2 separate regions of the Callithrix jacchus genome follow, and region 2 is linked to region 1. A link is a contact called in public Hi-C data. All regions are on one chromosome and are shown on one strand. The core of a region is the stretch at or near the end of the contact, and the rest is flanking DNA. Distances in the headings are between cores, read along the strand shown. Region 1 overlaps MAST2 (microtubule associated serine/threonine kinase 2). Region 2 overlaps LURAP1 (leucine rich adaptor protein 1).

Region 1 (6,740 bases), core at 1,211-3,710:
AAAAAAATTCATGTAGTTAACTTAAAAAATACCTAACTCACAAGAAAGCCAACTGTATGTCTTGTGATGGGACAGTTCATAATGTAGTTCTAGACCACTTTGCAAATTGTTCTTGTCACCAGATACGTTCAGACACTGCTGTGCAATTGTGGGGGAGGGTAGGGGGAAAGATGAGAGGAGATACTTACTGGTCTTTTTGTTTTATACCTCCCCAAGAGGGGACAGTCTGGCCAGCTTGCTCCAGTAATGCAATAAAGACATTGCAATAAAGCAATCTTTTTGTCTTCATGCTGTGAAGGGGTGGGCTGGGGCAGAGTGGAGGTCAAGAGAGAAGAGGAGTACTCGGGTGTTGAATAGCCCTTGAAACTTTAAAACCTTCTCTCCGGTAAGCAAGCACCGAAAGACCTAGTACTAGGGTTGAACGGGGGCAACAAGAGGCTCTCTTCTTCCTGGGAGAGGACGTTGACTCCAACTAGGCATGCCAGAGTCCTGTCCACTGGACAAAGGACACAGGGAGTCTCAGATAGTGACTCTGAGAAAACTAAATCTGAAAGCCATTTCCTCCACACCTCACCACCTACTCGTAATAAGCCCAGTTTATTGGTTCTTACATATTTCTGCCCAGAATTAAAAGTGTTTCCACATTCTACTCTGGGGAGGGGGAAATGGGCCCAGCTTTAGTCTGTCATCTTGTTGCCCCCAGGCCCTTGTCGTCACCTGCACATTGCTGAGGTTCCATTATATTCTGGGAATGTAATGAGCAAACATGATAACCTCTTGTTGCATAGGACATTGCAGCTCTCATCCAAGTCTCAGGCCCCACCCATGTGTGCTCAATTACAAATAGATTGAGCAGGGAACAGTCTGTTGTTGTAAGTGACCTTGCCTATGTCTTTTCTCCCCACTACATTTTAGATGATCACAGCCTCCCCCAAGACCTCTGCTACAACTATGGATGATTTCTCCTAACTCAGAGTTGTTCCCACTTCTGTGTTTAGGATGCTCAAATTCCTTTCTTCTTCCCAGTTCTTTCTTCTGAACTCTACCTGCCAGCTGGATGTTTCCACTGGGCTCTGAGGTTTAAACTTGTTTACTTGGGGCTGGGCATGGTGGCTCACACCTGTAATCCCAACACTTTGGGAGGCTGAGGTGGGTGGATCACCTGATGTCAGGAGTTCAAGACCAGCCTGGCCAATGCTGTGAAACCCCATCTCTACTAAAAGTACAAAGTTAGCCAGGCGTGGTAGCATGCACCTGTAATCACAGCTACTCGGGAGGCTTGAAGCACAAGAACTGCTTGAATCCGGGATGCACAAGTTGCAGTGAGCCGAGGCTGCCCCACTGCACTCCAGCCTGGGCAACAGTGAGACTCCATCTCAAAAAAACAAAACAAAACAAAAAACTTTTTACTTGGCAGAAAAAGTATGGTTGGCTATTAATTCCCTTACCTTCCTACTACCGAACCTACAAACATATCTATATCTACATAACTATTCTCCCTCCCACCTGTTAAATTACAAAAGTACCTTCCAGCTAAAGTCAATTTACTTCACCTGTATTTTGGAATCTTATTTTCTTCCACCTCAGGAATCTCCCAAGATTAATGATCGATTCTTTCTCTACTTCAACTAGATCATCCCCATTGACATCTAAATATGGTTGTTTCTCATTCTACTCACCCAATCCCTACTAAATCATCTCATACCCCTTTATCTCTTTTCTCCTCTTCAAAGCCAAGCCTTTGGAGAGAGCTGACTAAATGTCCTAATTCCTCACCTCAGCATTTCAGTACTGGTTCCACCACTGTTTGAAACTGCTTTTCTTGATGTCTTCAATAACCATCACTGTTAACTATCTTCTCCATGGAAAGGTCCTTCATGGACCCTCTTAAGACTCAATGTCATATTCTGCGACATCTGACTGTTCCTTTTACATCTGGATTCCTTCAGCTCTCAAGGCCATTTTATCTGGCAGTTTTATCCACAGCCATGAATCCACCTACCATCTCTAGGCCGATTACGTTTGTTTCACTTGCCCAGACCTCCATTGGAAGCTACGTCATATTTAGCATATGGAATGCAGCACTGAACTACTCAGCCCTGGTTCTCTTCCTTCTTTCTTCAGTGAATGGAAATACATTTTATCTGGTTATGTAACTCAGAAATGTAGTTAGTCATCCTTGATAGCCTTCTGCTTCATATCTACCTAAAGTCCTTCACCAAGTATCAATCAAAACACCACTTTAACTTCACTACCATCTGCACTCTTAATCCTAGAAGGCTCCCTTCTTCCATTCTTGTCCCCCTAAAATCCATTCTCATTATAGCAACCAGTCATCTTTTCAAAATACAAATCTGAACCTATGTAAAACATTAAATAAGTCTCTGCTGTCTTAGGGTGAACTACAAAATAAGATGGTCTGGCTTCTCCCTGATTCAGGATCTCATTCCCCACCTTCAACTTCTTTTCACTGGCTCTCTCCCCTCTGCTAGTGCCAGTATCTCGGGCCTTTTTTCTTTCTCATTCTGCGCATGTTCCCTGAGCAGTCCTCATCTCCTGTGACTTTAACTGCCCTCGACTTCCTGATGGCTCCCAAATCTAGGTGTCACAGCTCCCCACCCTTTCCTTCCTTACCTCCTCACTGTTGCTGTCCTAGTTCAGACCACCAAAATGGGATCACTACATGATTCTCTGCGGTGCACTCACTCCACTCCAGCCTTTCTATACCACAGCCAGAGTGGTCTTCCTAAAACAAATACCACTTAACTCTTCACTACCCTCAGGATAAAACCACCAGTTTCTCAAGGGGAACATCACTGACACTTGGGGCAGTTGCCTGATGTGGTACAGGATGTTTGATGTTTAGCATCGCTGTACTCCCTCCTCCCATTCCCATTTCCAACCCTCTAGGAGGGCAGTTCCCAACGTCCTTTTCACCTGTGGTGTGGTGCTTCTGAGCAGATCCTTACATGCATGGGGCACTCACTCCTTCAGCCATGCCCCTGCCATCTTCAAGCTCACAACCTGTGACCTGTGTGCCCAGGTCCCAGTGCATTAGCCCAGGGTCTGCTGTGAATGAATGAAGGAATATGTGAAGAGAGGACTAGAAGGCTGAGGGGCCAAATAGCGGAATAGGCTCTGCCACTGTGGATACGGCACGCCCTCTGGTGGCCACAGCCTTCACAGACAATGGCCCAGAGGGATTTTCATCTCCAGGCCTCCTAACACCTCTTCTTCAGACCTAGGCACTGGTTTGTGAGATGATCAGTGCAATAACCACTGCAAGACAGTTTCTCAAGTCCTCCATCACTATGGAGATACTCAAAGCCTTGGTACTCTACCAAGCCCCACTGTCTGCCCTGTGATGCCACCTCCTGACTCCTCTGGCACTGGTCCCATTTATGCCTTCCCCTTCCTCCTACACTATCCATCAAATGAAGTTCTCAGTGAGGGATGCACATGATGTCCACCGCTAGTGCTGAGGCCTACCTGCAACAGCCCAGGAAGGGCTTATTACTAAATACAATTGGCAGCTTTCTGTTTTCATCTCACCCTCATCTCTGCATTTTATCAAGTAACTTCTCCATTTTAAAACCCTTTCCTCCCATGGACTTTATGACTCTCTTCTGGCTGCTGCTTCTGTCTTTTCTCTTGTATCTCAAATACACCCAAAGTTAAACTCTGCCTCCTCTCATCTCTTCCTCTCCTCATTTCCTGGCTGAGGCACTCCAAGTTAGGAGACACATATAAGTTCTGGAACAAGGGAGACCTAGGTTCTAACTCCAGTTGTACCCAAGCTGTATTACCATGGGCATGAAAGCCTGAGTTCCCTTATCTATAAAGAAGGAATTTTAGTTGCTACATGATATTTTCTGGTTCCCTATCACTTTCACAAAGTCAAATCTCCTAGACGACCATTAGACATAGCCCTTGCCTCACTTGCCAGACCCATTTCTACTTTGAATTGTCTTTGGTTCCTTCCTAAACTTTGTCTGGAGATCCTTTCTTAAGCCAACCTCCACTCTTCCACTCCCAGCAAACTACTACCTATCATCTATTCATGTTTGAGCTCAAATGTCACAGTCTTTGGGAAGTCAAGATGGGTTAGGTGGCCCTCCCCGATGGTGGAAACTATTTTTTTCACCACTATATTCTCAGCAGCAACACAGGACCTAGTTACATGTGGATTGACCAAAGGAAAGCAAGCAAAAGACATAAAGATGGTTTCCAGGAGCATATATTACACAGGTTTGAGTGCAAGAAATGGCAAACAGCTGTTATGTTTGCTTTAAAAACTCATCTGGTGCCAATGCCAAATCCTGATGTTTTTGATGGCCCCCTGGTTCTTGGCCCCTCCAGAGGAGGCTGGGCTCAGACTCCTGGGTGAGGGGGCAGCCTCGGCATGGAACATCCTGCCGTCTGTCACCTGAGGCATCAGGCACTTGGGTGATGCTCAGGGCTGGATCCTCTTTCACTATTTGTGCACACTCAGACTCCCATAGCCAGCCTTGGCTGGGATCCTCACAAGGGGGATGGGTCAGTCTGGGGGCACTAGGTGGCTGTGTCTTGCCCTGCTCCCTGGGAGACAGGTTCTTAGGGTGGGCTGGAGTTGTGGTTTCCAAATCCTGGAGCTTGGCTAGCCCACCTGCCATGGTTGCCCTTCTGCTTGGGGATGCCCTGTCTGGGCCCTCAATATGGAATTTCCAGGACCATGTGCCCAGCTTCCCAGAGGTGGAGGTGGGAGGAGAGCGGCTGCTGGTGGGGGCGAGTCCTGAAGAGCTGGGGGAAAGTGCTGTTAGTGCCTGGGTGTGGAGGCCCTGAGCCTTCCAGCAACCTTCAGAAAGGATGGGGTCTGTAGCTCCAGACTTACTCAGGTTGGGGTCTGGTGAGGAGGTGCTGGCAGCCTCCTCAACAGTTTGTGGGCTCCTGAGCCTCCTCTGGGGGCCACTGGGACCTTCCATTTTGGGAGGCCCCAGTGTAATCCCGGTCAATAGGCCTGGGACCACTGGGCCCGGACTCCTGGGGACTCTGGACGAGAAAGTATCCTCTTCCCCACCCTCTTCTGCTCCTCTGGGGGCCACACTCTGGCTCACTTCTGGGTGAGGTGCCACACTCAGCTCCTGTGCACCCTGGCTGTTCTCAGGCCCCTCCTCCATGTCATCCTCTGAGGAGTCCACCTCACGGATGGCTTCTTGCTTCTGCAGTGACTCTCGTCGTTCGGCTCGGTCCTGTCGGAGAGTGCCTAGGGCCCGTGAAGGAGCAGGCTGCAGCAGCACCCCTTTCCCTGGCAGGGCTCCCTTGCCAGAAAGCACACCCCTGGCTCCAACTGCCTCCAGAGGGCTGACTTCCCTAGGCGGCAGTTCCTTCTTTAGCTCAGAGTGGGGCAGGTCAAGGCTGTGCTTGCGAGAAGTGGCTAGCTTCTTCTCGGAAGCGGCCAGTGCTGCTGCCAGTTTCTCAGCTGACTGCACCCTCTTGAGTAGTGGTGAACGGGGTGGCTCCGCACTCTTGGGCCGTGAGAGTTGCCTGCCTAGGGGAGGTGACAAGTGAAGCTTTGTGGGAAAGGCCTGGGCTACATGGCCAGACAGGGGTGATGGGGACCGCTGAGGTGAAGCTGCTGGGGGTGGGGGAGAAGGGGTGTGGGCTAGTGGTGACAGTGGGATGCTGCCTGCTGACTTGCGCCGTGGAGAGCGGTACTGGCGCTGGAGCTTGGGTGCCAGACCGTGGAGGGAGCTAGGCCGTGTATGCCCAGAGCCGGCTGGGGAACCAGGCACGCTGGAGCTGGGGGAGCTGCTCTGTGATGAATTCCCCCCGACTTTGTACAAAGAGACAGACAGACAGACAGACAGACAGACAGACAAAAGCAGAGCAGTGTTAGCTGTTAGAAGTGACTGAAGGGCAAGACAGGGCTTAGCCCTGTGATGTCCCAGAAACCAAGCTACCCGCTTTCCCATCAATTAATTCCTCCCTGAGACTGCAGGATCTTCCAGGGGGTGGGCTGAAAGAAAGATTCTGAGTGGGATCTGTGAGGGGCATATAGGGCCTAGGAACTTGCCTATTTCTCAGGGGTTGTCTCTGATTTGCAGGGAGCTCTTCATACCTGAATGCACAGCATCGGGGGTCACACGGTAGGCTTGAGTGGGAGATCGGGGGGAAAGGCTGTGGCTGTGTGTAGGAGAGCCTGGCCCACTCTCCCCTGATGACAAGGAACGGTTAAGGGAAGAAAGGCTGCGGCTGGTGTGGAGCAGGGATGCTTGCTTGGTGATCTTGCGAAACAGGGAACTCCTTTTTCTGCTGTGGGGATAAGGGTCAAAGGCAGAGTTGGTGCAGAGAGCACAGCACACACAGGGCCAAGGCACCTGGAATGTACAGCATTCATGCGGCCCAGAGTAGACCCTATGGACTGTGCCTGGCTCACCTTTCTTGCCCATCCTTGCCGCGGCTCCTCTTGCTCCTTCGGGCCATCTTGGCCTTGTAGCTGCCCTTCCTAGCTGGCCCCACTTTAATGGATGTGTTCTCCAGGGGAGTTGTTGAAATAGCCACCTTGTTTCCACTCTGGGGAGCACAGCATGAGGCCTAGGCTAAGCTGGAGGCCATATTCTTGCCCCTCCCTTCTGGATGGCTATGCCACAGCTCCAGCTTTTGCCTCTGCACCAACACATCTGAACTACAGGCCTATATTCTGTCTTCACAGATGAGGAATGGCTCCTATTGGAGCCCAAGTGGTTTAAGAGTGAGAAGGT
Region 2 (6,109 bases), core at 1,734-4,233, 190 kb before region 1:
CTACAACCCCCAGGCGTTTCTCACTGAAGCTGCCACTGAGCTTCTAGTTGGCTCAGTACTCAACCTCAGTGCCCTCATCCTAAATGCAGGCCTTGGCCAGGCGTGGTGGCTCAAGCCCGCAATCCCAGCACTTTGGGTGACCTATCAAGTGGATCACTTGAGGTCAGGAGTTTGAGACCAGCCTGGCCTACATGGTGAAACCCCATCTCTACTAAAAGTACAAAAATTAGCCAGATGGTAGTGGCGTGCGCCTGGAGTCCCAGCTACTCAGGAGGCTGAAGCAGGAGAATCGCCTGAGCCTGGGAGGTAGAGGTTGCAGTGAGCCAAGATCGTGCCACTGTGCTCCAGTCCGGGCAACAGAGTGACACCCTCACTCTGTTATGAGTCTCAAATAAATTTATTTACTTATTTATTTATTATATAAAGTGGGCAGGCCTTTATATTGCCCACTCCCATGGTCTCATGTCCCAGCCTGCACCTCCCCCCTTATCTCCCCAGGCGCGGTTTCTGCAGCTTCCGTGAGCAGTCTCATTTTTGTCTTTACTCTGGTCCCGGACAAAAGCCACTACTGCACTTGAGGGCAGTATACTCCCTCTGATATTTTCCACACCTTGTTTTCATCTCATCCTCTCCTCTGTCTGCATTTCTCTCCCTTTTCTTACCTTCTCTTTCTTTGAGCTCTCAAGGAGCTGCACCCTATAAGCCAGAAAAGTCTAGAGAGAAGCTGAGCCTCAACCAGCCAATCTAGAGACAGGTAGAAGAGACCAAAGATACTGGATTTCCCAGGCTTCTCTGGTGGTGAACTGAAATCTAAAGTATTCAGCCAGGATGCCTAGACCTAAGTGGAATTCCCAGGCACCCTCACTTACCCCAGCTTTCCAGCCCACAACACTTTCAGGTGCCTATCCAATTGACCTTTAATTCCCTACCTGTGGAGCCACACCTGCTTCTGCAAGACCCATGTAAATTTCCTAATTTCACAGGTTCCCACTCCCACCTCTGCTTCTAACCCTTAAAGTCTGAAACGCTGAGCTCTATTCCTACGATGTCTGGAGCTACTAGCCCTCCTTCCCAGAAAAATGGTGGGTTCAGGATTGATTTTCCTCCTATCTGTGATCCACATTAGTGCATTCTTCCCCCTTCACCCAATCCAGTCTCAGGGTTTTCTTTCTTCAGAGCCTGCACCTCTTCCTCTAAAGATTAAGCTGCTTCTTTAGGAAGGGGTGAGAATGAAACATAACGGGAGAAATTTCTTTCAGTCCCTTTGGGCTTCAGCGGTGTTGACTGGAAATAGCTGGCCAAGTGATGAAGCTGTGGGCATGCAGGCTTGTGATCTGGGTTTTCTGACCTGGGCGTTGCCACAGCTTTACAATGGGTGGCGCTGGGCGAGTCTATGACTCATTTGCCTTTCTGTGCACTGAGGGAGCTGGTTTTGAGCTTGGTTGGAGGTTCCACCCAGCAACCCCAGCAGTCGTGCATAATGGCCACAAGAGGGCGGGCAACCTCTTCAGCTCACAAGTCTGCAGCCTGAACAAGTGAACTTCAAATAGGAATACTGTACAATGGCTTCTAAGAAGAAGGGTATGACTCCAGAACAATGTTGCTAAAGAGAAAAAAAAAAAGAAAGGCCAGGAATGGTGGCTAAGGCCTGTAATCCCAGCCCTTTGGGATGCTGAAGTGGGAGGATTGAGCCCAGGAGTTCGAGACCAGCCTGGGCAACATGACAAAACCATGTCTCTAGAAAAAATACAAAAAGTAACCCGGGCATGGTGACATGTGCCTGTAGTTGCAGTTACTTAGGAGGCTGAGGAGGATCACTTCAGCCCAGGGGGCAGCCGCTGCAGTGAGCCGAGACTGTACCACTGCACTCCAGGATGGGCAACGGAGTGAGACCCTGTCTTAGAAAAACAACAAGCTGGGCACAGTGGCTCACATCTGTAATCCCAGCACTTTGGAAGGCTGAGACGGGTGGATCACTTGAGGTCAGGAGTTCAAGACCAACTTGGTCAACATGTTGAAACCTTGTCTCTACTAAAAATACAAAAATTAGCTGGCCATGGTGGTGGTGCACATCTGTAATCCAGCCACTTGGGAGGCTAAGGCAGGAGAATCACTTGAACCCGGAAGGCAGAGGTTGCAGTGAGCCAAGATCACATCACTGCACTCCAGCTGGGATGACAGAGCGAGACTCCATCTCAAAAAACAAACAAAAAACAGGAAGGGTAGATAACCGAGGGCGCACTGCAAAATGGCAACAGAGTAAGGACTAGAATAGGAGATTCAAATTCTCAGTCTGAGGGGAAGTCAGGAGTCCCAAGGAGTTCTATGGAGAGGTCTTGTGAGCAGTGGAAAAGGCCGAAAATATACTTTGGAGATTTCAGTCATTTGAGGGGGTGAGAGGAGAAGAGAGGGTGTTTAGGGATGAGCCATGGACTGAATATTGCTCCAGAAGGACTGGGGTAGGAGTTTCAAAATGAGACTTGTGGAATTTAGGGAAACAGAGATGATCAGTGTGGCTTCCTTCCCTTCCCCAACACAGAATACAAAATAGAGAAGTGGCAGGAGTTATTCCAGGATTTGAGGAGGATGCCTTTTTTGCAGGACACAGTGAACAGCCAAAGTCATCTGACCTTCTTTTTCCTCTAGCATTCCAGTTTCAAGGCCCAGGAAAGGCAGGGACTAACAGATGGAGCAGTTACCCAGAATTCAGAGGATTAATCTCTACAAATTCATTCTCTGACACCAGCCACAGCTCTTGTCCCCCAACTCCGGGACTGTCCTCTCTCTGAGCCCCAGGTTGGCAGCTTTCCTGAATTCCTTCTATGATGTAATCTGTAATTCAGTAGAGCTCTGGGACCCAGGCTCAGGGCCAGTTCCCTGCTCCCTCCTCAGGTTCCAGGAGTCCGTCAGGGCTTGCTCTAAGGGAGGAAGTAAACAAGCCTTTCCCTTGCTCCCTCTCACCTTCCAGGATGGGGCAGGGGGACCAAAGAGCTTCTGTCTTTCCCTGCCACGCCCCCACACTGTAGCCCAGACAAGGCGATTCCTTGTGTCCCGACCTCAGGCAGGCATCCTTGTGACCAAATGGTGGAAGGCTGGGGACAGGGTGGGGGAAGGGCAGTCACAAAGTCAGAGAGGATTACACCTCCCCCATCCAAGATTCTGGTACACCCCCAGAGCTCTGAGACCTTGAGCTTCTCTCTCCCTGGCTCCCATCAACAAAGGCAGGGGAGGCCAGGACTCACCTGCATATAAAAGGCCTGGAGAAACTGAGAAGGCAAGGACACACAGAAGCTGAACTTCTTGGCAGGGAGATATGGAGTCAGAATACAGGAATAGGGCCAGACACAGTGACTCCTGCCTGTAATCTCAGCACTTTGAGAGGCTGAAGCAGAAGGACAGCTGGAGTCCAGGAGTTCAAGTCTACCCTAGGAAACATGGCAAAATGCTGTCTCTGGAAAAAACCACAAAACTTAACTAGGCATGGTGATGCATGCCTCTAGTTTTAGCTCCTCCGGAGGCTGAGGAGGGAGGATCACTTGAGTCCAGGAGATTGAGCCTGCAATGAGCACCACTGCATTCCAGCCTGGATGACAAAGTGAGAGCTTGTCTCAAAGAAACAACAAAACAAAAAACAGAATACAGGAATGGAGGCAACACAGGAACAGGGTAAGACAAGGGACTGTGGTGGGGCGGACCACACAGATTTGAGAGCAATAAGTGGAGACCCCTGAAAGCTTCTCTCCCTAAAAGCAGAGTCAGGAGTGCTGGCCCAGACAGGGATACAGGGATGGAGCCACAGAGGAAGTGAGATTCCCTAGGATAAAATGAGAACGCTCTATTTAAAAAGTAAGAACCTTCTGAAAAGAAGCACAAACATCTGACAGTGAAAGGCTTTCCTGCTAGGAGGAGTGACATCTTCATGTTCACTAGAAGTAATGGTATGGATAATAAATAATGTGATCACTTAGCAGCAGGGGCTCAGATACCCCTATATGACCTACCACCATCCAAGAGCTACCCATACTGGCAGGAAAGGACATCACTTAGCAGGTAGGAAGGGGCAAGTCCACCAGCCCAGAGCCTTCTGGGAGGGCCAACCCATAGAGGGTTAGTCCTGAATGTCCATGTCCCTCCTCAATCTTCCATCTTGGCCAAGAGAGGGGCCAAGGCTTCTAGACTTTGGGTAAAGTAATTACACCCCCATCTCTTCATCAGTGAACTCCTGGGGGTCCTAAATGCCTTAAATCCTTGCCTAGCTTCGGGGAATAGTAAGAGATACTTCACACCAGAAGCCACAGGTCAATCCTCTAGAGTCAGTATCTCTACAGAAATATCTCTAGGGGCCAGGCACAATCCTAGCACTTTGCGAGGCTGAGGTGGGAGAACCCCTTGAGCCCAGGAGTTTGAGACCAGCCTGGGTAACATAGGGAAACCCTGTCTCTACCAAAAAAAAAAAAATTAAAAATTAGCTGGGCAGGGTGGTACATGTCTGTGGTCCTAACTATGTGGGAGGCTGAGGTGGGAGGATTGCTTGAGCCCAGGAGGTCAAGGCTACAGTGAGCCATGATCATGCTGCTGCTCTCCAGCTTGAGTGACAGCATAAGACTGTCTCAAAAAAAAAAAAAAAAAAGAAAGAAAGAAAGAGCTCTAGGGACCCAATAATTGAGGGATAAAGGAAGAGCCTCCCTAGGTACCAGTAAATGATGAGCCAGGTTTCCATAGCAACTGATTTCAGTGCAGCCTCTTCCTAGTCTCAGACTGAGGGAGAATCAATTTTGAGGGAGACCACAAATAACAGATAAAAGAGGATTACAAAAGGGTGGAAAAGTTGTTACAAGAAGGTCACATCATCCTGGCACTGCTCCCAGAACCAGTGGGCCTCGAAGCCCAGCTTGGCACTGTCATCCTCTGGTGACTCAGGTGGTCCACCTTGAAGCCTCTCCCCTGGGGGCTTCCACACAGCCCTCAAACTCCCTAGCCTCATGGCTGTCACATCTACCTCAGTCCTGGCCCTCTCTCCACCAGCTATAATTTTTGCCCAGTCCATCTCAGGACGTGGAGCCCCAGGTGGGCCCTGTTCATCCAGCTCGCCAGGGGCCACTGTGTCCAGGAAGCTGCCAATAGAGACACTGTCCAGCCGGTCGGTGGTGCTGGTGTCTGGCAGGCTGTCCCAGCTGCCTCTCCTTGAGCGGCCTGGGCTCCCGCCTGTCAGGCTATATTGACTGCTGGTGAGGCTGCTGCAATGACTGGTCAACGTCCCCCGCTCTTCCAACAGCCAGCGCACTGCCTCGATGCCCTCATTCAAGGTCACCAGCTGCTGCAGGATCTTCACATCGATGGCTCGCAGGTAAGCCTGGGAGAGTGGGAGAAGGAATTAGTCCCAGTTCTGGGGTGTGGGTTTCCCCAGCGTTTCCATAGGCCCCTACCTTGTAGCCCAGCCAACCATGTTCCACTTGAAGATGATGGAATTATAATGGCTTGCAGTATGGGCTTCAGAAGCAGATGGACTGCAGCCTCAGATTTCAGCTCTACCACTGATTAGCCATATATTCTTTGACCCTCAGTCTCTTTATTTGCAAAACAGGACTAAATCACTTACCTCACAGGGTAGCTGTGAGGATTCTGAAATGCTGTCTATTAAGTAGTCAGCACAGTGTCTAGCACAGACGAAGGTCTCAGTAAATGCTAAGTATTAAAATCCAATCTTACTAAGCTTTGAACTTCATATTTAGGGTACCTTTTTTTTTGACAGGGAGTTTTGCCCTTGTTGCCCAGGCTGGAGTGCAGTGATGTGATCTTGGCTCATTGCAACCTCCACCTCCCGGGTTCAGGCAATTCTCCTGCCTCAGCCTCCCAATTAGCTGGGATTGCAGGCATGTGCCACCACACCCAGCTAATTTTGTATTTTTAGTAGAGACGGGGTTTCACCATGTTGGCCAGGCTGGTCTTGAACTCTTGGCTGCCCGCCTTGGCCTCCCAAAGTGCTGGGATTACAGGCATGAGCCACCGTGCCCGGCCACAGGGTACTGACTATTGAACCTGGCCAGATTCACCAGAAATACACAGAAACAAACAATAGCCAGAGGGGGTGTTAATCAGGAAGCAGAAT

What was found. A called contact is a pair of places that touch in the nucleus more often than the background predicts.
Region 2: a contact with region 1 is called in a Hi-C map of skeletal muscle, with 9 times the contacts expected there. The contact joins two enhancer-like sites. A contact is called at or near these places in 2 of 3 Hi-C or Micro-C datasets (both in skeletal muscle).

The regions. Positions count from the first base shown.
Region 1 is chr7:82,805,076-82,811,815 of calJac240_pri, reverse strand. MAST2 (microtubule associated serine/threonine kinase 2) reads right to left here. Exons shown (of 30, transcript XM_078331601.1): 28 at 6,416-6,552; 29 at 6,098-6,291; 30 at 4,222-5,812. The coding sequence ends at 4,278. PIK3R3 (phosphoinositide-3-kinase regulatory subunit 3) reads left to right here. Exons shown (of 12, transcript XM_078331615.1): 12 at 1-274. Among named protein-coding and RNA genes, the nearest start is that of PIK3R3, 100 kb to the left of the region's middle. Within about 2 kb of position 2,460, at least 4 of the 16 cell types and tissues checked have an H3K27ac peak or open chromatin away from gene starts, as enhancers often do. A contact at or near this core is called in skeletal muscle, where this site is marked.
Region 2 is chr7:82,993,260-82,999,368 of calJac240_pri, reverse strand. It overlaps LURAP1 (leucine rich adaptor protein 1), which reads right to left. Exons shown (of 4, transcript XM_078331619.1): 4 at 382-5,353. The coding sequence ends at 4,832. Among named protein-coding and RNA genes, the nearest start is that of POMGNT1, 22 kb to the right of the region's middle. Within about 2 kb of position 2,983, at least 8 of the 16 cell types and tissues checked have an H3K27ac peak or open chromatin away from gene starts, as enhancers often do. A contact at or near this core is called in skeletal muscle, where this site is marked.